7 separate regions of the Mus musculus genome follow, and regions 2, 3, 4, 5, 6 and 7 are each linked to region 1. A link is a contact called in public Hi-C, HiCAR-type and promoter capture Hi-C data. All regions are on one chromosome and are shown on one strand. Each heading gives the region's core, a stretch centred on a gene start, on an enhancer-like site or on the middle of the called end of the contact. The rest is flanking DNA. Distances are from core to core; before and after follow the strand shown. Region 1 holds the start of Cpeb4 (cytoplasmic polyadenylation element binding protein 4). Region 2 holds the start of Pnpt1 (polyribonucleotide nucleotidyltransferase 1). Region 3 holds the start of Ppp4r3b (protein phosphatase 4 regulatory subunit 3B). Region 4 holds the start of Cfap36 (cilia and flagella associated protein 36). Region 5 holds the start of Ccdc88a (coiled coil domain containing 88A). Region 6 holds the start of Prorsd1 (prolyl-tRNA synthetase domain containing 1). Region 7 holds the start of Clhc1 (clathrin heavy chain linker domain containing 1).

Region 1 (2,558 bases), core at 32-2,531:
CCTGTATCTCAAATATGTTTGCTTGAAGTATCTTATTTATAGCTAACTCAAAGATCACAGCTTATCACCCTACGTATCTCTGATTTGGAATTCTGGTCTCTCTGAATGGAAAAGAACCTAAAAAAAAAAACCTCTTAAAATATTGATATGAATCCAATTGGGCTTATTTCAAGGAAGGAATAAAAAAGGAAAAAGGTAAAAATCAAGTCTTTGGTTAGTAAAATAGGCGCTTTCTTTTTCCAAAGGAAAATGTTCATGAATGACAAAAACACAGCTTCTCAAGCATCTATGGATATAGAAGAATAAGCATTGTGCGGAGTAAAAATATATATATATAAAATTTAACAATCACATATGGTCTTCCTCAGCAGTTTAGATTCACATAAAAATTAGAATAGGATTAAGGGGTGAATACGTTCTTTTCTTGGCAGCTTGGTTAAAAAAATCAGGAATAATTTAAGAACATTATATATTATATATTTATATATAGATAGATTATATTAGGTTATCTGGGGCGGGAGGTGAATTTCTGGTTGCCAAAGAGGAAATCAGCCTTGACTAAAGGAAAGATGATTGCAGGGAGATTTCTGCTGTTCCTGGTCCTGTTTCTGTTCTTTTGTAGGGTGCAGTGTGGGCCTCTGGGGCTGTTCCTTGGGCTCCGGGTGCAGATCTTGCTGCGTTTGCTGTTCTTGGGCTCCCCTCGGCCTCCTTTCCCCCATGAAAGGGGTTGGAAACACCCGTTTCTCCCTCTGGGGGGTGTCGCGATCAGGAGGGATTAGCGAGACTGGACAAGGGCAAGCTGGCGGCCCGGGGGTGCGGGGAGCAAGGGGGCGACCTGGAAGGTCCTGCGGTTTCTGCCTCTTCCCCTCTCTGCGGCTCCGGGATTTTTTTCCCTCATGGGACCCAGGGGCGGTTTGTTCAGTTCTCTCAGTTCGATTCTCCGCCGGGGGGAGGGGGAAGGGGGATGGACAAAAAGGAAAACCCCGCTACCGTAGTTACTCTACAGGAGAAAAGCCTCCCCCCTCGGCTCGCGCTCTCTTTTCCCCTAGACTGATTGGAAACTATAATTTAGAAGGCTTTTGTTTCTCCTCACGGTTGCTGGGCCGCCGCCGCCGCCGCTTTTCCCCGGTCCCGCAGTCCCAGCTGTCGTCGTTGCGGACTCCGTCTGGCTCTTCTTTTTCTTCCTTCTTCCTCCTCGTCTTCCTCTGCTGTCGCCGCTGCCGCCGCCGCCGCCGCCGCCACTGCCTCCGGTGCCCAGGTCCCGCAGCCGCGGCTGAGTCCTTCTCCTCAGGACCGAGCCGAGTGAAATGACAACCAGCTGGAAAGACCGAGAGACACTTCCGGTTCGATGAGGGAGGGGCGGGGTGCTGCGGAGGCCACGCCTAGCAGCCGGAAGACCAATCCGACACCACAATCCCGACTAGGCCACGCCTCCCAGCCTCAGAGCTCCACCCAGGAAGGTCTCTGGTCATCTCAGAGCCGCCTCTTCCGCCTGCGCCTCGCCCAGCGGGGCCGGCGTCGGCCTCGGGTCTGCGCACCCAGTGCAAGCGGTGCACCGCCATCTTTTTTATGGGCAAAGATTCCTTTGCGATTTATGTTCCCAAAGCAGGCTTCTTAGGAAGTCCGTAGAGAGACGCTCGGAAGAGAATGGACATCTTGCACACTGAAACACTGAGCTAAAGTGTTGGGGGTCGAAGTGGCAACCCATGAAACCTAGAATAAACGAGAGGCCTGCCCTGAGTAAAGGTGGGTGCCCCGGGCATCACGTGCTCTGGCCCGAGCTCCGCCCCCGAGGGATGGAAGGAGAGGCGGGTTTTCCCGGCATCTGTGCTGTGCCTAGAACTGCATAGTCCTTATCCTGAACGCACGTCTCCGGAGGGATTCCCTTCAGTCTCCATTCCTCCACCCGAACCACCTACTCTCCCATCCTCCCTTTGAGATGCAGATGCTGTAGGCGTCCATGGCTGAGCCACCAACTATTAGCTTTCTACTCCACCTTCCAAGCAGAACGGAGGGATTTTTCTAAAAACGAAATTCCAGTCACGGTCCTGTTGTGCTCATACCTTTTTAAAAATGGCAGTCCGTTACCTGGAGAATAAAGACCAAACTCCGTATTGTCCTGTGGGCAGTATTCTCTGTGCCTTTTTCCACGCCTTTGTCGTCTCCTCTTGGCAAACTCTCATTTCGTTTTAGGAGTAAGTCTCCAACCTACCTACTCTGCCTTCGGAATCTCTTTTTACAGGCATACATGACCCTCGATACCGCTCATGCTTTTATATGGCATTATATTACATTGGTGGCTTATGTCTCTAAATCAGTGCTTAAAACAGTAGTTCTCAACAACTGGGTTGTGATGCCTTCAGGGAGGTGTCCAATGACCCTTTCACAGGGATTGCCTAAGACCCTCAGAAAACACAGATGTTCACATTACAATTCATAACAGTAGCAAAATTACAGTTATGAAGTAGCAACAAAAGTAATTTTATGGTGGGGAGGGGTCACCACAGCACGAGTAACTGTATGAAAGGGTCGCAGCATTAGGAAGGTTGAGAGCCACT
Region 2 (2,558 bases), core at 33-2,532, 2.7 Mb after region 1:
AGTTGGTATTAGTTAGCAATTGATGGTGGAATAAAAGCATGTTTGTCAACAACCAGATTATATCAAAGGAAATTTGAACGACCTGACAAATTGCGATATCAGAACTGAAACAGTATGTTATTCAATGAATTCTAATAATGCAGAAAGTCAGAAAGATTTTGGGGGGTAGGGAGTACATGTAATTTTGATTGTTCCAAGAAAGCTATTAAGTTTATGGTGTTTACATGTAATTTTGATTGTTCCAAGAAAGCTATTAAGTTTATGGTGTTTTGTTGTTGTTGTTTACTTTGTCTCATAACAATTTACTTTTCAATATTATATTGTATAAAATACCTCCAAATACATAGTGGACCCATAGCATAGCTAGCCTCTGGGGTTTGGAAGTAGGCATTTGGGAATAAATGGAAGAGTTCTGAAGTTTCTATATGCCAAACCATGTGAGTGAATGCCTACCTAAATACTCTATGAACATAAACAAGAAGATTGATAGAATGAACAAGCAGAACACAGTGATGGGAAGAGTAATCGGATGCCAAGGGAGGACACGGGGCAGCGGCCTGCCACAAAAAGTAGAGCTTTAGGGAAAAGCTTTAAAAAAACCTATTATTTAAAATATCCACATATACACCCCCGCCGTGTGTCTTGTTAACTGAGAAATTTGCCTTTTTGACCTTTTGTTGGATGGTAACTGTACTTTCACTACAGGTTTAACAGGACTATGTGCATCTTATAACTGGCATTCATCTCCGGCTCACACCGGCCATCAGTGGACCTGGGGCACGGAACGATAACGCATTACCTAGGGTTTCCTACTTCAGAGCTCGAGGTCTCGGAAAATAGAGAAAGGATGTCTGGGGCACAGGCAATAGGACTCAGGAAGTTCACCGCAGGGCTAGGAGGAAGATGAAGAGGCAAAAGGCAGCGGCCAGCTTGGGAAAGGGAGACAGACTTTAAATCCGGAAAAAGGAAATCTCGACCTTAGGTTTGGAGTAGAGAACTTAAGAGACTTAGGCTGCTTGATTCCTACCCTGGGGGGGATTTGACTTCTGGGGCTGAATGGACAAGACAGACGCCGCGTGAAAACCGCGAACTCACACCGTTTCTCACCTGTGTCCCAGGTCTACAGTCACCGCTCTGGATCCGGTGCTGCTCCACAACGCTCGCATCTGCAAATAGCTGAGTGCCCGATTCCGCCCGGGCCGGCCGAGGGGGCCGCAGCCCAGCGGTCGGAGGCACGGGCACAAGCAGCACAGCCTGCAGGCCGCCATGACACCCAGAGCGTGGAAGGCCTGGGCAGCGCCTCATTGGCCAGCACTCCTGTGGGCGGAGTCGGACGCAGTTTCGTTTCCGTGGAGCCTGCAAACTGCCGGGAAAGCAATCCTTGCAGGCTTTCTGTAATTGCCAGAGTCAAACCACCAGAATGCGTTTCTTTCAGTCAGCTTTTATTCCCCCACCCTTATCGGTGAAAAATAAGTACTACCTTAAAAAAAATGTATAGATTTAAAGAAAGCCCTTTAATACTTCCCGCGCCGTGTGTGTGTGTGTGTGTGTGTGTGTGTGTGTGTGTGTGTGTGCGCGCGCGCGCTAGTGTTATCACGGTTTGAAAGAAAGTCTTAGAACAATGTGTTTAATAAATGTAACAGTAAATAAATACTGAACAACTCACGATTATTTGGTTCTTACCTAAAGATCTAGGTTTGTGTCTATGGAAGGCCACCTGTAATTCCAACGTTCAGAGGCTGAGAATGAATCCATGAATCATCCTGGCTTGTTAGACTTGCCTGAGGGCTCCAGGTTCAGCAAGGGACCCTACCTCAAAAAATAAGTAGAGCGCTATCAAGCAAGACACCGTACTTTAACCTCTGGCTTCCACACATTCTTAACGTACACACACACACACACACACACACACACATATATATATATATATATATATATATACACACACGCGCACGCGCACACAGGCACACACGCCCAGTCACCTGCACACACTGGTGTATCCACACACATGCAAACTCGCACACACTTAGACACAAACATAACAAAGCAAAGCAAAACAAAACAAAACAAAAAACAAGAAAAAACTTTTTTTTTTGAGAACCCCTTGAATAATTTACCATTCATTCAGTTGTAAGTTTTGGAGAGGTATATTAAAATGGGAAGGAGTCTATGTTTCCTAATGTCACTCTAAAATAATTAGAATAGTAGTAATTTTGAGTCATAAATCAAAAGGAAATAAAAGCATTGATGTTATTCGACGCGTTCTCACGACCGGCCAGGAAGAACACCACAGACCAGAATCTTCTGCGGCAAAGCTTTATTCTTACATCTTCAGGAAAAGAGAGCAAGAAGCAAGAGAGAGAGAAAACGAAAACCCCGTCCCTCTTAAGGAGCATTCTCCTTCGCCTCGGACGTGTCACTCCTTGATTGGCTGCAGCCCATCGGCCGAGTTGACGTCACGGGGAAGGCAGAGCACAAGTAGTCATAAGATACCCTTGGCACATGCGCAGATTATTTGTTTACCACTTAGAACACAGGATGTCAGCGCCATCTTGTAA
Region 3 (2,558 bases), core at 38-2,537, 2.7 Mb after region 1:
TCCTAATGAGGGACTCTGCACTAGTACAACATTTGCCCAAAATGATCTAAGATTGCTATTCTTTTATTTCTTGAATGCATTAGCTGTTCCAGTTGGGCAGCTCTTGAGTATATATAAGTAGTAGCTTTTTTATTATGGCTGTCAGTTTTTAATATTAAAATGGTTTCTATGAATTCTGCAATCAACAAATACAACTTCACAGTCCGCTTTAGTTTTCTAACTTGCCGAGATTGTGGAACCCACTTTTTCACTCCCTACAACGGCAGCCTTGGAGGGATCAATCAATAAATATGTACGTGCTTGTGTGTTTCGTGGCAACAGTCTGTAGTAACTCCAAGAGAAAGTCCGTTTTAGTTTTCCCCAGCACCTGGCGATTGGAACAACTGAAACTTGTTTTTAAGGCAGAGTTTCTCTAAACCTTTTATGCTACATAGGTACAACCGACAGGACTGTACCTAAAGCGGCTCGGGAGTCGGGGGTCATCTCATGGGCGATATTCCTACCTGGTCTTCTACTGACTTCCCACTCATACATTCTAAACCTCAACTACCGGGTTGGGATGGGGGGGTGGGGGGGGGGGGAGAAGGAGTCAAATCCTCAATAGGGATGGAGGCGGAGAACTGCGAGTTCACGTCTGACAGAGAGTAAATCCAGGCCCAGCAGTTTGTTTTTATCGTAAAGAAGGGCAGGCTCAAGACCAATGCGCTGTCCCTAGTGGTGCTAGTCAGAATACAGTACCGGAGCGCAGCGCTTAACCCTCAGGTTGTGCCGCAACCGATGCACTATCCCCTACCCCACCGTTCCAATACCCTTACCGTCGGACTCGGCACGAACCAGCAGCGACATCCCCTTGAGCTCCTCTACGTAAGTGGAGGAGACGTGCCCGGTGCCTCGGTCGTCCCATTGCCGGTCTTCGTTAAGGGTATAGACCTTCACTCGCCTCCGTGTATCCGACATGGTGGCTTCTGGCCCCACCGTTCCAGCCGCCACCTCCTCGCTCACCTCGCCGGTATCCCTCACTCTTGAGAGCCGGTAGTGGCGGCAGCGGCGGTGGTGGCAGCGACTCTGGAGAGGCCCGAGTTTACCATGGCTCTAAAGGTTTAGCCGCGAGAAGGGGTGACCAGAGCCACCGAGAGCCCTCCGCTCGTGGTCTCCGCTACCCCTCCCTTCACCGCGGCGCACAACCACTCTCCCTTCCTTTTGCGTCCCGGAGCTCGCTCGCTCTCCCGCTGCCGCCGCCCGCCGCGGTTACTACTACAGATCCGCCATCTTGTAACCCGACTCTCTGCCTTTCTCTTCCTCTTCCAGCAGGTTCGTACGGGCTGCCCTAGCAGGGGCTACGGCGGCCGACGAGCCCAACGCACAGTACCTTTACCTCCGAACACACTTCCGGAGAGTCAGACCTCGGCGATCTCGCGAGGAGTGCGCCGCCGAGGTGAGCCGGCCAAGGAGGGACTTCCTCCTCTTTCGGCCCCGCTTCCTGATTCGGGAATCTCAGTTGGGCGGGGAAGTCCCGCGAGCTTTTCTACCTGCGCCGGGAGGAAGCGTGTGTAGAAGGTTGCCTTGGCGATGGAGTTGCCGAGTTGTTCTTCGGGATTTGTAGGGCTGATGTTGGTCATGTGGCGGGTTGTCAACTCTGGACTTGCTCTCAGCAGAACAGAGCCAGGCTGAGAAGTCCGAATGCGTGCACAGGACTAGAGTGAAGCCAAGTGTAGGGACTCAGGCTGACAGCCCGAAAAGGACTGAGACGGGGTGAGGGTGTTCGAGTCATTCGTGAAGACGATGGGAGGTCGAGCCTTCACCCACTAAAATCCGTTATAGAATCTGCGAGGCTTCTGCCGGGAAGGTGTTCCATGGCCACGATGAGCAGTGGGCGATCTAATGTTCCACAAACGCGTTGACAGTTCCTATTTCCCGCCGAAGCGTTCTTCCGTTAGCCGGGTACCACGGACCATTAAAAGGTTCAGAGAGACCGGCGGCAGCGACGAGGCAAGCACAGGCGTACAGCCTCACAATCCTCGGGGAGCTCTCAGCTTCATGTGCCGCAAGAACGGTTTCCAGCGTGAAGTTAACGTCGCTCAGAGCGTGACGCTCGCCCGAAGGCATCCGCTCCCAGCGTAGTTCTGCCGCCTCTCCGTTCTCTTATATGGTCCCTCAACTCTTGGCTCTAACCTGAAAGGTGAACACGGGGCAGGTGCACATGTTGATCCCGCGGTGTATTTCGGGAGTTGTAGTCATCACCATGCTTGTCAAAGTGTGCTTATGATTTGACGAGGTTAGGCGGCAACTCATGTTTAAAAGGGTGTCTTATGTACATAGTCGCTTGATTGAAAAGGATTTCAAAATTTGAACTATCATTGCGATTCTTTAAATGTATGAGGGACCAAGAAAATTAGCCTGGTCTGCTGTCATTTGCCTGTAACGACTGCATATGGAAATTGCAGCCTATGGTATGTAACAGGATTCTGCCTATGATAAAAGGACGTGAATCACTATACATAAGTCCCTGATAATCTGTGACTGATATGGACAAAATGTACTTTGAACCAGGGAAAATA
Region 4 (2,558 bases), core at 18-2,517, 2.6 Mb after region 1:
GAGCCATAGGCTGGGCAGCAAGGAGGGGCCTGGAGCCCCTTTGATGACTTTTGTGGCTCAGCAGCTTTTGTGGTCCTCAGAGACTTCAATGATGAGACAGGTGACAAGACAAATCCCCACAGAAATGACCTTTTCGTCCATAAGGAAATTCTTGGACAGAAGACAAGATTAACTAGCTAACATACTAATTGCTGACTTGAGAGCTGGGTCCTCTATCAACAGCTTTAGTATATATTGAAATAGTTCTCAACCTGTGGGCCACGGATCAGAAATCCTGCACACCAGATTTACAACAGTTGTAAAGTTACAATATGGAGTAGCAATGCAATAATTCTATGGTTGGGTGTCACCACAATACGAGAAACTGTATTAAAAGGCTGCAGCATTAGGAAGGTTGAGAACCACTGAAACGTTGAGATCTTCAGGGTCCTCTGCCTCTAATACCCCTTTAGTTCCTCCTGAGCTTTCCATGAACATTTGCTGTATGTAGCTCCTGCCCTCAACCAGACCTGGTACTGTGCTGTCGGCCCAACACACAGTCACCTCTGGTTCTCACTGAGTCCTCCACTTCCACTTTCATGAAACTGAAGTTGTAGAGTCTGCTCCTCCAGCTCCTCACCACTCTCATTATATAGCCTTGGTGGGCCTGGGACTCTCAGGTCTGTCTGCCTGTGGCTATCAGGAGTATTGGGATTAAAGGTGTAGGCCACCACATCTAGTTATAAGATTCTTGGGAGTCCTCTGGCTCTTAAGTAGGAAGAGAGCAACCTTGATACTTTCTAAATACTGTCTATGAAAGCCTAATTAAATGGAGATTAACTGATTTTATACTTGTCCTAATTTTAGTTGTTGTTAACTAAGCTTAGACCCATCCTTAGACAGCAAGCAAACGGCTTGCAGAATCAATCAGTAAACCTCACAGAGCATATTTCTCTCAATTTTGTTTTCAAGGGCCAGGGGGTCTGAAGACCGCTAGGGATGAGGTGGGAGGAGGTCCTCAGGGAAGCCACGCCTTCAGCACGCCATTTTGAGACGGGCCGCGCGCACACGGGAGCGCGAACGCCGTCTCTAAGCGCAGTAGCCAATGCCCGCGCGTCTGCTCTCAGCCTAGCAACTACGGGCCAATGAGTGGAGGGCTATCGTTTGCCCCGTTCTCTTCTAGCCAATAGGAAACGTTCCTAATCCAGCCCCCCCCCTCCAGGAGCTCAGGACTCAGGCCTCACTTCCGGGCTGCTGCGTACGTTGTCATAGCGACCATTTTACGTTAACTGGTTTGTGGTGTCTAACCTGGGGGCCCGGCGATTGCGGGGACCTTGCTGCCCGCATTCTCCGTCGCTTCCTGCGGCCGAAAGGCCAGACAGGGCTGGGGGAATCCGGCCTAGGCGTCCGCGTCGCCGGGTGCGAGCGGGATGGCTGCGGAAGAAGAGGACGAAGTGGAATGGGTGGTGGAGAGCATCGCTGGGTTCCTGCGGGGCCCGGATTGGTCTATCCCCATCTTGGACTTTGTGGAGCAGAAATGCGAAGGTAAGAACCAGACTGTGAACAAGCCAAATATTACTGTCTCTGCCTGCCGGGCCTAGGACAGTTTTGTAGAAGGAATTACGTACATCCCTTCCCGAGTGGCTCGTTTGTTTGCAGACGTGAAATTGCTCACCAAGACTTTTCACCCACTCTGCCCGAGCGCCTGTCCTGAAGACATTAGACTTTAATCCCATGTTCGGCCTGTCACTTCACCCCGTATCTTTCTACCCCGCGCAAGTGGACTGTTTGGGTAACCAGCATCTTCCTCAGTTATTTGGGGAAAACGTCGTTTTTCTTCGAGTTCCTTCTGACCCCTGAGATGTCGCCCTGTGGACTCAGCCTATGAAATGACAAATTCACTCTGGCCATTTTATCTGCAAAGGGGGGCATTCGATTACTCCGGCAGGACCAAAGCAGGCGATGGGGAGGAAGAGCTTTCTAACAAACGAGATATACAAATGTGGCATTCTTTTGAAGGACCAGCATCAGTGCTTTCTGATCGGTTCATATCACGCTCATATCCGAGTTCATAAGACGAATTGGACTCTGTTCATAGAGAAGCAATCACAAACGATGTCCTATCCAACCTTTATCTTGGTTTTTTTTTTTTTTTTTTTTTTGCCTAGGCAATACTTGGAGGGTAGCAATATATATCGTCTGAACTTGTGTCTTAGGTTAGGGGGACAGACTTTTTGTAAAGATCGGTGCAATAGAGCTGGGGTGAGTGAATACTGACTCACAGCTGCAGAGAACACATTTCAGTGAAGGGAATCTTTTATACACTTTTCTAGGATGAGGTGGCCTGCTTGAAAAGTTAATGGGTTCCCAGGCATTTGAAGTATCTGCATACACTCGACAGTGACTGTACTGCAATGCAGCTTGTTTGAGATTCAGCTAACAGAGGGTTCTTATCCTGAATTGTCTTGCAAGACTTCTCTCAAACCCAAAATTCTATGAATCTAGTAAAGAAAGAATGTTGTTTGATCACTGAACCTTTTATTTTATTCTAACTGTTAAAGTTCAAACACGAGTTAAGT
Region 5 (2,558 bases), core at 41-2,540, 2.5 Mb after region 1:
TTAAGTCTTTTCCCTGTGGTAGACAAGATTTCTCTATCTCCGTCATTTTACCAAATGACCAAAGATGACACAATGTAGTTTGAATTTCAGCAGTCAAGACAATAAATGACAAAACAGAATTGGCAAAGTCACGGATAAAGTTTACCAATTTTAACAGGTATAACTATTTGGTTGTGATAAATGGGGCAGGCACATAAGAATACCGCTCCTTCCAAGATCCAATTAAACTACCTGATTTTTTTTTTTCTGGCCAAAGAACCAAATTAAGTCGTGAAATCTAAGTTCAAAGTATGTAATGTTTCAAAGAATATAAGTTACCAAGAAAGAAGAAGACACTTACATTTGGAGCATGACCTGGTTCAAGAATACCCCATCCACTAAAGCCACATACTCATCCAGGTTAGTCCCATTTCCTGCAGCCAGAGGTCCAAACGTTTTAACCTAGAACAGAAGGATTATCACGACGTGAACGCCCACCTCCATCTCTGCAGCCACAAATAACACGGCCAAATATACCATAAAGGACATCTTCCTTACCCAAGTGACCAAGGGGCTGGTCATGAACTGCTCCAGAAGGGGAGTGAAGATTTCGTTCTCCATTTTACAGATTATATATTCAGGAGGGGGCGGGGGGAGGAAGTACCACAAATACGCCCAGGGAATTGGTCAGTAAATGTAGAAGACGGAATCAATGAAAGTTCATTCCGGCAGGAGAGGAAAATCCCATCGAAGAAGGGGAAGAGCTGTCCCTCCTTAGCCCCCCCGGGGAAACGAGCCCGAATCCCGCGCTGAGCCGCAGCCGATGCTGGCAGTCTGCACCCGGTGAGGAGGGGCAGAAAAAAGGCATCTGGAGGAGGAGGACGCGGAGAGCGGCCGGGGCACGAGACAAAAAGCCCGTCAAGGTTGCCCCGCTCCCGGGGGGAGCCGGCCAGCGCAGCGGCCGCCAAGAACTCAAGCCCAACGTGGGGGCCGAGGGGGCCGGGCTGGACCTGGGCGAGCGGTTCTGGGCGTTCCGGCCGCCAGTGGGCACGGGCGCCGAGAGCTGGGAGCGTCTGCCCGCAACCTCACAGCCTCAGGCGCGGCTCGCCCCTCTCCAGGCGCTCAGCATCCCTCCGCGGCCTCGCGCTCGCTTCAGCGCCCTGGCCTTGGCCGGGGTCCGGAGCACCGAGGCGTGTCCCTGACCGTCCGGCTGCAGGAGCCCCGCCAGCCTCCGTGTGCCTCAGCGACGCCCGGACGCTCCGCTGCCGCGCTCCAGCCTCCTCCGCCGCCCTCTGGAGGAGCTAGGGTAACGGCCTCGGAACCGCAGTGCCGCAGCACACCCGCCGCCGGCCTGGCGGGCGAGCGCGCCACTCCCTCCGCGCCAGTATCCTTCCGCCGACTCCCCGCCCTCCCGCGCCTCTACCTCTGGATTGTGGGAGAAGAAAACCGCTGCAAGAGCGCGCTCCCGCGTGAGCGCGCCCCCGGCCGGCCCGCCGCCGCCCAGATTCTGGCGGAGCGTGGACGCGCGGACGATGCAGCTGCGGCGGGGGCCCGCGTCGAGTCCGCGCCCCGGACGGATGCCAGGGTGTAGGGGGCGAGACTGAGGAACCGGGCAAGACTGAGGAACCGGGTCTGTCTGCTTGCTCGCTCATGTCTAATTATGGTTTCTTTCCTCCTGGAGCGCCTTCTTTCATGTGTGAAGGAAAAGGAACGAAACCCATCTTTTTTTTAAACACGAGGGGTGCAGACATCCTCTTTCGGACACTTTGATTTGCTCTGTTAAACATGCTTTCTCGCCCCCTAAAAGGCCTAGGAAAGCTGCAGCAAGAAGCAAAAGCACATCTTGGGGGGATGGAGGTTGTTTTTGTTTTCCCGTCTTTTCATATATATATGAAATATTTATAGATATAATATATATTTATATAATTTATATATTATATATATATGAAATATTTATAAGAGTCGAGAATAACCAAAGCTGCCTTTCAACATGGGATTTCCTGACTGGAGTTTCCATGATGCAGGCATTATTTTTTGACTTCTTGGTCACTGGGAAAAAAAATCCAAATTGAGAGCCACAAGAGAAAATATTTAGAAATCATCCAAGTTGTGTGACAAACATTTGTTAAAAATCATTTATCTTATGTACTAGAGGGCCCATCAAAATATGACAGTTCCACAGCAAATTAAATGTTATTCTTCCTCATACCCATAGCATGTCCAGGATAAGATGGAATAGAAAACATCTTTTTCCAAACACAATATGGTATTGTGATATTACAATGCATTTTATGTTTGCACAGTGCTTACAAGTACCTATCCTCTTTGACTACTCATATGTTTAATGATATCTATTTTTGTATGTTTTATTTTTCATTGATTGTATGAATTTTTGCCTTGGATGTATGTTTCTTCCCCACTTATGTGCCTGGTTCCTGTGGAGGTCAGAAGAGGGCACTAGGTTCCCTGGAACAGAGGTTAGAGGCAGCCATGAGCCACTGGATGCCAGGAATCAAACCCTGGTCCTCTGCACCAGCAACCAGAGCTCATAACCACTGAGTCATCTCTCCATCTCTCAT
Region 6 (2,558 bases), core at 44-2,543, 2.4 Mb after region 1:
TAAAAAAAGGTTAAACTAAAAAGTTTTAAAATTTTGAAATCCTGAGTTCAGAGTGAAACTGTAAACACAACTCTGACTTACTCTTTTGTAGTTTCTTCCAATACTGAGTAAATCATAGGCTGGAACAAATCCCTGTTTTCCAGTCTGCCCTCCTTCTTCTACTGCACAGGCAGAGAAAGCTCCTGGCTAATGTGGTGTGTTTATGGTAACTCACCCAAGAGTGTCTGCTTAGGGGCTCAGTTTTTGACCATGTATGGACACTATCCCAGCTCCTAGCTAGCACGGCATCATTCCTTGCCAAAACTCTGTGAAACCCTCTTAAGACCAGATGAGTGACTTCACTGACTTCCACATGTGAGATTGATGAGCCCGCCCAAAAGCTGCCTCCTAGTAAACCTGCCTTTATCTACATGTAATATGTTCTAATCTGGCTCTATTTGTGTCACCGAGGGAGAGAAAAAGCATACCATCTGTGTCTTAAGAGGGGTTCTTTTTCAGATCTTCACTCCCAAATAAATACAATTAATTTATATTAAACATCTCTGAGTGTATCAGTGTTTCATGTTGCATGTGAGCCTTAATTTCAAAGTTTAAGTGAAATACTAATGTGGAATTTGAACCTTATTCAAAGTAAGTGGTCCCACCATGGTTGCAAATTCCAGGCCATAAGTATCATAACGACCACTGTAATTCGTCGCAGTACTGTTTTCTTCCTTTCTTTTCTTTTTTCTTTTTTTTCGAGACAGGGTTTCTCTGTATAGCCCTTGCTGTCCTGGAACTCACTCTGTAGACCAGGCTGGCCTCGAACTCAGAAATCCGCCTGCCTCTGCCTCCCAAGTGCTGGGTTAAAGGAGTGCGCCACCACACCCGCAGTACCGTTTTCTAATATCATAATATGCGGGAGTGATGGCTGGTCTTCCAGAGGACCGAGTTCGGTTCCTAGCACCTACATGACTCACCATCACTCCAGTTCTAGTAAATTGAACACCTTCTTTCAGCCTCCTCAGGCACTGCTCACACGTGGTGCACAACCATGCAAGCCGGTAACTAACGCCCATAACACATAAAATTTAAAAGAACGGAAAGACGGAAGTCACAAGCTACAGTTGTTGAGGCATGAAGCCACATTGCCGCGGCCGAGCAATGGAACCCGGAGCTTTCCGACCCCGGCACTGGAGGCTCAGGTGGTTGGGGGTGTGGCTAAGCGCTCTCGGCGGCCCAAAGATGGGTCAGGCCACAGAGCCATGCCAGGGCGGAGCAAGCAGCCATCACCACGCCCCCGAAGCCGTGGCACTTCCGGTAAGCCTGCCCACGTAGAGGGGAAAATGGCAGGCTCGGAGCTGCGGGCTGAGTTAGAACAGAGGCTCGGCGCCCTCGCCATTCGCACGGAGGTCGTGGAGCATCCCGAGGTGAGACTGCGGCCCCAGGAAGGCAGAGGGTCTTCGGGCGAGTGTTTATTGGGTCCAAGCAGAGGCTTATAAGTTTATTTAAAACTGCGGCAACCGTGAGGAAACTTGTCCTGGGATGACTGACGTGACTTAAAAGCCGGTTGGATAGCTGATACGTTATGTAGATAACTAAGGAACAAGGCACTACATAAGTGGCAACCCTATAGAATCGCCTAGGCTGTATCTGGTACCAAAGGCACAGCAGGCCATTGAGGTGGCTTGGTTTTTTACTTCTTTGGACAGTCGTTACCACTGCAGCACGGCAAGGATCATTTCCCAAATAATTACAAAAAGTATATAACCCCTGAGTCTGGAGAATTGTTTTCGCGGTTAAGAGCACGTACTTCTCTTGCAGATGACACGAATTTATTTCAGCACTCACACTGAGAGCTGTTTAAAACTACAGTTCCTCTTTTGGCCCGCTCCCGCTTGTGCCACAAACAAAAGTACGTACCTTAATTTTAACATGACCTACACTGGAGATGTACAATTTTTGTGGAAACTATTATGAGGGTTGGTAAGGCTTGCACGACACATTTTATGATAGAAAACACCTGTCTTAATATTTACTATTTCCCATTTTTACAAAGGTCACATTCTGTGTACATTCCCAGCCTCCAAATACTTTAAGGCCCTGGAGTACTGGTACTTGTAACATTAAAAAAATGTTCTTTATGTACTAACCTGGGGTCTTATGTTCTTCATCGATGCCCTTGTAGTGAATGTCTGGGACTCTGGAGATAAATATTAAGGACTGTCATCAAATTTTACGCCAAAGTTCAAAAGTTATAAGCGTCTCAGGCACCTGATGGCTTTGTTAGCCACTGGGATAGAAAACTGGCCCAACAAAAACTGAGGTCTTGAGGTCTGCAACTGTGATGATTAAGGCTCCCCCTGAACCCCAACCAGGATTTTGCTGCACTCTTGAATTCTTGATCTCGGCCTCAGCTCTAAGTACCAGTACTCCAGGTACCAGGCCTTTAAAGTATTTGGAGGCTGAGGTTTTTAGTTCAGAGATATTGTGCCTGCCTAGCAAGCATAGCACTCTGGGTCCTATCCTCAGCACCAAAAGGCCCAACCCCTATCAAAACATTTATAACGAATACCAGT
Region 7 (2,558 bases), core at 44-2,543, 2.3 Mb after region 1:
TTGCTAGAGTTGGTTTTCTCCACCAATTGAATCTCAAGGTTGATCAGATCTAGAGCAGATGTAAATTTTCTTTACTGATGGAGCCATCTGGAAGCCCCATCTTATTTTAAGAAATATGTATGTCATGTGTGGGTGTAGGGTCGTCGGCCCCCATCTCTCATTGAACCTGCTGGCCAATGAGGTCCAGGGAGTCTCCTGTCTCTGCTGGCCTACCATGTCACAGACTCCACCAAGCACACCAACCTTTTTAAAAAGTGGGTGCTTGAGTTCCAACCCAGGGTTCTGCATATCGAATATTAGCTACTGTGTCATCTCCTAGCCCTACATTTTTACTTTTCAAAATGTGTAATTTGGAGGCAGCAGAGCTAGTATATTAAAATGAGGAAAGAGCAAACAGAGATTATTAGGGAGTTACGGATCCTCGTTGTAAGAAAACGGAGCACGCCTACGCTTACGGATAGGGTGAAAAGACATTGAGAGGGTGCATTAGAAAGGGCACTGGGTTTGTGAGGTGGAGAAGGGACTGAGAGAAGGCACCAGCTTTTAACAGCTTCAAGTTTCCCCGAGGGCACATGCTCCTATTTTCTCCAGGATGGACACGCTCCACATTTAAACTTATAGTCGAAAACTAAACATTCTGCAGATTTTCTTATCGTATGTTTTTTAAAACGTGAAAAGATGAAAATTCCAATACATTTAACCGTTTCATACTAGGGAGGCGCGTGACGCTCAAAAGCTTCTTCCGATCGGATGAAGGGTAGCGGAAGGGACTACCGGGAGGGGCAGAAACCTGCACTTAGAAAGACTTCGACTATACCTTAGATGTGGCTAGCTCACTACGGTGTGACAGACACCTTCAGCCCCCAAATGCCTTTCTAGCCCTTAAGCCTTCCCTCCGGGGCATTTCCAGAGAGTCCCCACCCACGCGCAAATCATAGTGCCTCATCCCCTGAGTCCTCACCTGACTCTCTCCTAACCCTCACTCCACAGCTTAGACAGTGTAATCAGGTATCCGGGAAGTGTGGAAATGCATCCTGGGACAAGTAGTTCTAACAAGAAGAAAGCAGTGTAAAACTACAATTCCCAGATAGACTTGTTTTACCTCTCTCTTATGTTTCACAAGCCCCCTTTAAAGGAAAGCCTCTCTTAATCGCATCGGCTGTATAAGAAAGCCTTTTGAGGCATTTTTTTTAGTTGAGCACATCATTTCGAGGCCATTCTGAGGTAAACCGAGAAAAGAGCGTAAAGAAACCGAGCGAACGAGCAAATCTGGCACTGCGTTAGACAGCCGCGATTCCGCTGCAGCGCGCAGGCACGTGTGTGGCCGCCTAAGGGGCGGGTCCTTCGGCCAGGAGACCCCGTCGGCCACGCTCGGATCTTCCTTTCCGATCCGCCATCGTGGGTGAGTGTATGCTCTGTGGCCGCGCTCTGGCTAGTGGCGCTACGCGTCGCTCTCACGGGTGTCGTCGGATCTAATCCGTCTCTTTTCGAATGCAGGTGGAGCCGCCGCCACGATGCAGATCTTTGTGAAGACCCTTACGGGGAAAACCATCACGCTCGAGGTACGGGCCACCTTGCCGTTGAGGAAGCCAAGGCCTGACTGAGGCCCTTAGTGTTTGAGGGCGGGTTTCTGAGTTTTGAGTTGTGAAACTTGGCTTTGAGCTGAGATTATGGTGCTTAGCAAAAACAACGTTTGGTTTTCGGTGTGGTACGGTTTAGCCTGCTTTATCCCGAGTGGCGAAATGTAGGGTAGGTGATGGGAGACGCTTTTCTCCGGGCAGACGCGTTCCTGTGCTTCCCCCGCCGTCGCTCGCCCTGGTATGGGGACTAATTTGGATTGTAGCACTCTGGGTAGTTTGCACGCGGTGTCATCTTAATTGATTACCTTTAGCTCACCTCCTCCTTGCTCGTTTTGTATAAAGCTAGCAGTTAATGACTTACTATGTAACCGTATATTAACTACATATATCAAAACTTGGCAGGTTGAACCCTCGGACACTATAGAAAATGTAAAGGCCAAGATCCAGGATAAGGAAGGCAAGTAAAGTTTGTCACTAGAAAAATGACTGGCTTGTGTGACCTAGACACGTTTGTTCTTAAGGTAGAAAACAGATTAATAAATTTAGATGCTTTTGAAAGTAAAATATTCCTGACATTAGTGTCAGGCTATCTGATTAACTGGAAACTCTGCAGGACAAATCTTTTAAAAGTTAATCTAGAACTGTTTACTGAGTCACAAAGACGATAAAATGCTCAGGCTGGGCAATGGCCCAGTCCACACTTTAATCTCAACACTAAGGAGGTAGAGGCAGCCTGGTTACAGAGAAAGTTCCAGGGCTTTTACTCTTGGAAAAAGTTGCATCTAAGTCTGTGACCACTGTTAGCAATCATTTGATTCACAACAATGGGGAATGTACCTTGTTCTATTAAGCCCAGTATTTTTTCCTCTAATAGGAATTCCTCCTGATCAGCAGAGGCTGATCTTTGCTGGTAAGCAGCTGGAAGATGGCCGGACTTTGTCTGACTACAACATTCAAAAGGTTTGTTTGAGGGAAAAC

Evidence for each region. Promoter capture Hi-C pulls out the DNA fragments that hold promoters and counts their contacts. Hi-C and Micro-C count contacts between places; a contact is called where the count stands out from the background. HiCAR-type assays count read pairs that join an accessible place to other places. Capture Hi-C pulls out chosen DNA fragments and counts their contacts.
Region 2: a contact with region 1 is called in a promoter capture Hi-C map of liver, with 5 times the contacts expected there. The contact joins the promoter of Pnpt1 here to the promoter of Cpeb4 in region 1. A contact is called at or near these places in 2 of 39 promoter capture datasets (the C10 cell line and pre-B cells) and 2 of 9 other capture datasets (adipose tissue and liver).
Region 3: a contact with region 1 is called in a promoter capture Hi-C map of neutrophils, with 4 times the contacts expected there. The contact joins the promoter of Ppp4r3b here to the promoter of Cpeb4 in region 1. A contact is called at or near these places in 5 of 39 promoter capture datasets (3T3-L1-derived adipocytes, liver, neutrophils and 1 more), 1 of 115 datasets of contacts at active chromatin or transcription factors (astrocytes) and 2 of 9 other capture datasets (adipose tissue and liver).
Region 4: a contact with region 1 is called in a promoter capture Hi-C map of pre-B cells. The contact joins the promoter of Cfap36 here to the promoter of Cpeb4 in region 1. A contact is called at or near these places in 3 of 39 promoter capture datasets (the C10 cell line, liver and pre-B cells).
Region 5: a contact with region 1 is called in a HiCAR-type map of astrocytes, with 4 times the contacts expected there. The contact joins the promoter of Ccdc88a here to the promoter of Cpeb4 in region 1. A contact is called at or near these places in 1 of 39 promoter capture datasets (pre-B cells) and 1 of 115 datasets of contacts at active chromatin or transcription factors (astrocytes).
Region 6: a contact with region 1 is called in a Hi-C map of B cells, with 5 read pairs. The contact joins the promoter of Prorsd1 here to the promoter of Cpeb4 in region 1. A contact is called at or near these places in 1 of 39 promoter capture datasets (pre-B cells), 1 of 484 Hi-C or Micro-C datasets (B cells) and 1 of 9 other capture datasets (liver).
Region 7: a promoter capture Hi-C map of liver shows a contact between it and region 1, with 6 times the contacts expected there. The contact joins the promoter of Clhc1 here to the promoter of Cpeb4 in region 1. A contact is called at or near these places in 2 of 39 promoter capture datasets (cranial neural crest and pre-B cells), 1 of 484 Hi-C or Micro-C datasets (pre-B cells), 1 of 115 datasets of contacts at active chromatin or transcription factors (astrocytes) and 1 of 9 other capture datasets (liver).

Annotation. Positions count from the first base shown.
Region 1 is chr11:31,869,663-31,872,220 of GRCm38.p6, reverse strand. It overlaps Cpeb4 (cytoplasmic polyadenylation element binding protein 4), which reads right to left and starts at 1,281. Exons shown (of 10, transcript NM_026252.4): 1 at 1-1,281.
Region 2 is chr11:29,129,468-29,132,025 of GRCm38.p6, reverse strand. It overlaps Pnpt1 (polyribonucleotide nucleotidyltransferase 1), which reads right to left and starts at 1,282. Exons shown (of 28, transcript NM_027869.2): 1 at 1,108-1,282. The coding sequence starts at 1,268.
Region 3 is chr11:29,171,705-29,174,262 of GRCm38.p6, reverse strand. It overlaps Ppp4r3b (protein phosphatase 4 regulatory subunit 3B), which reads right to left and starts at 1,287. Exons shown (of 16, transcript NM_134034.3): 1 at 816-1,287. The coding sequence starts at 957.
Region 4 is chr11:29,245,981-29,248,538 of GRCm38.p6, reverse strand. Cfap36 (cilia and flagella associated protein 36) reads left to right here and starts at 1,267. Exons shown (of 10, transcript NM_025740.3): 1 at 1,267-1,524. The coding sequence starts at 1,410.
Region 5 is chr11:29,372,390-29,374,947 of GRCm38.p6, reverse strand. Ccdc88a (coiled coil domain containing 88A) reads right to left here and starts at 1,290. Exons shown (of 31, transcript NM_001363368.1): 1 at 538-1,290; 2 at 341-441. The coding sequence starts at 600.
Region 6 is chr11:29,513,768-29,516,325 of GRCm38.p6, reverse strand. Prorsd1 (prolyl-tRNA synthetase domain containing 1) reads left to right here and starts at 1,293. Exons shown (of 2, transcript NM_026465.3): 1 at 1,293-1,409. The coding sequence starts at 1,326.
Region 7 is chr11:29,546,685-29,549,242 of GRCm38.p6, reverse strand. Clhc1 (clathrin heavy chain linker domain containing 1) reads right to left here and starts at 1,293. Exons shown (of 12, transcript NM_028504.1): 1 at 1,103-1,293. Rps27a (ribosomal protein S27A) reads left to right here and starts at 1,203. Exons shown (of 6, transcript NM_024277.2): 1 at 1,203-1,402; 2 at 1,498-1,562; 3 at 1,983-2,037; 4 at 2,455-2,540. The coding sequence starts at 1,515.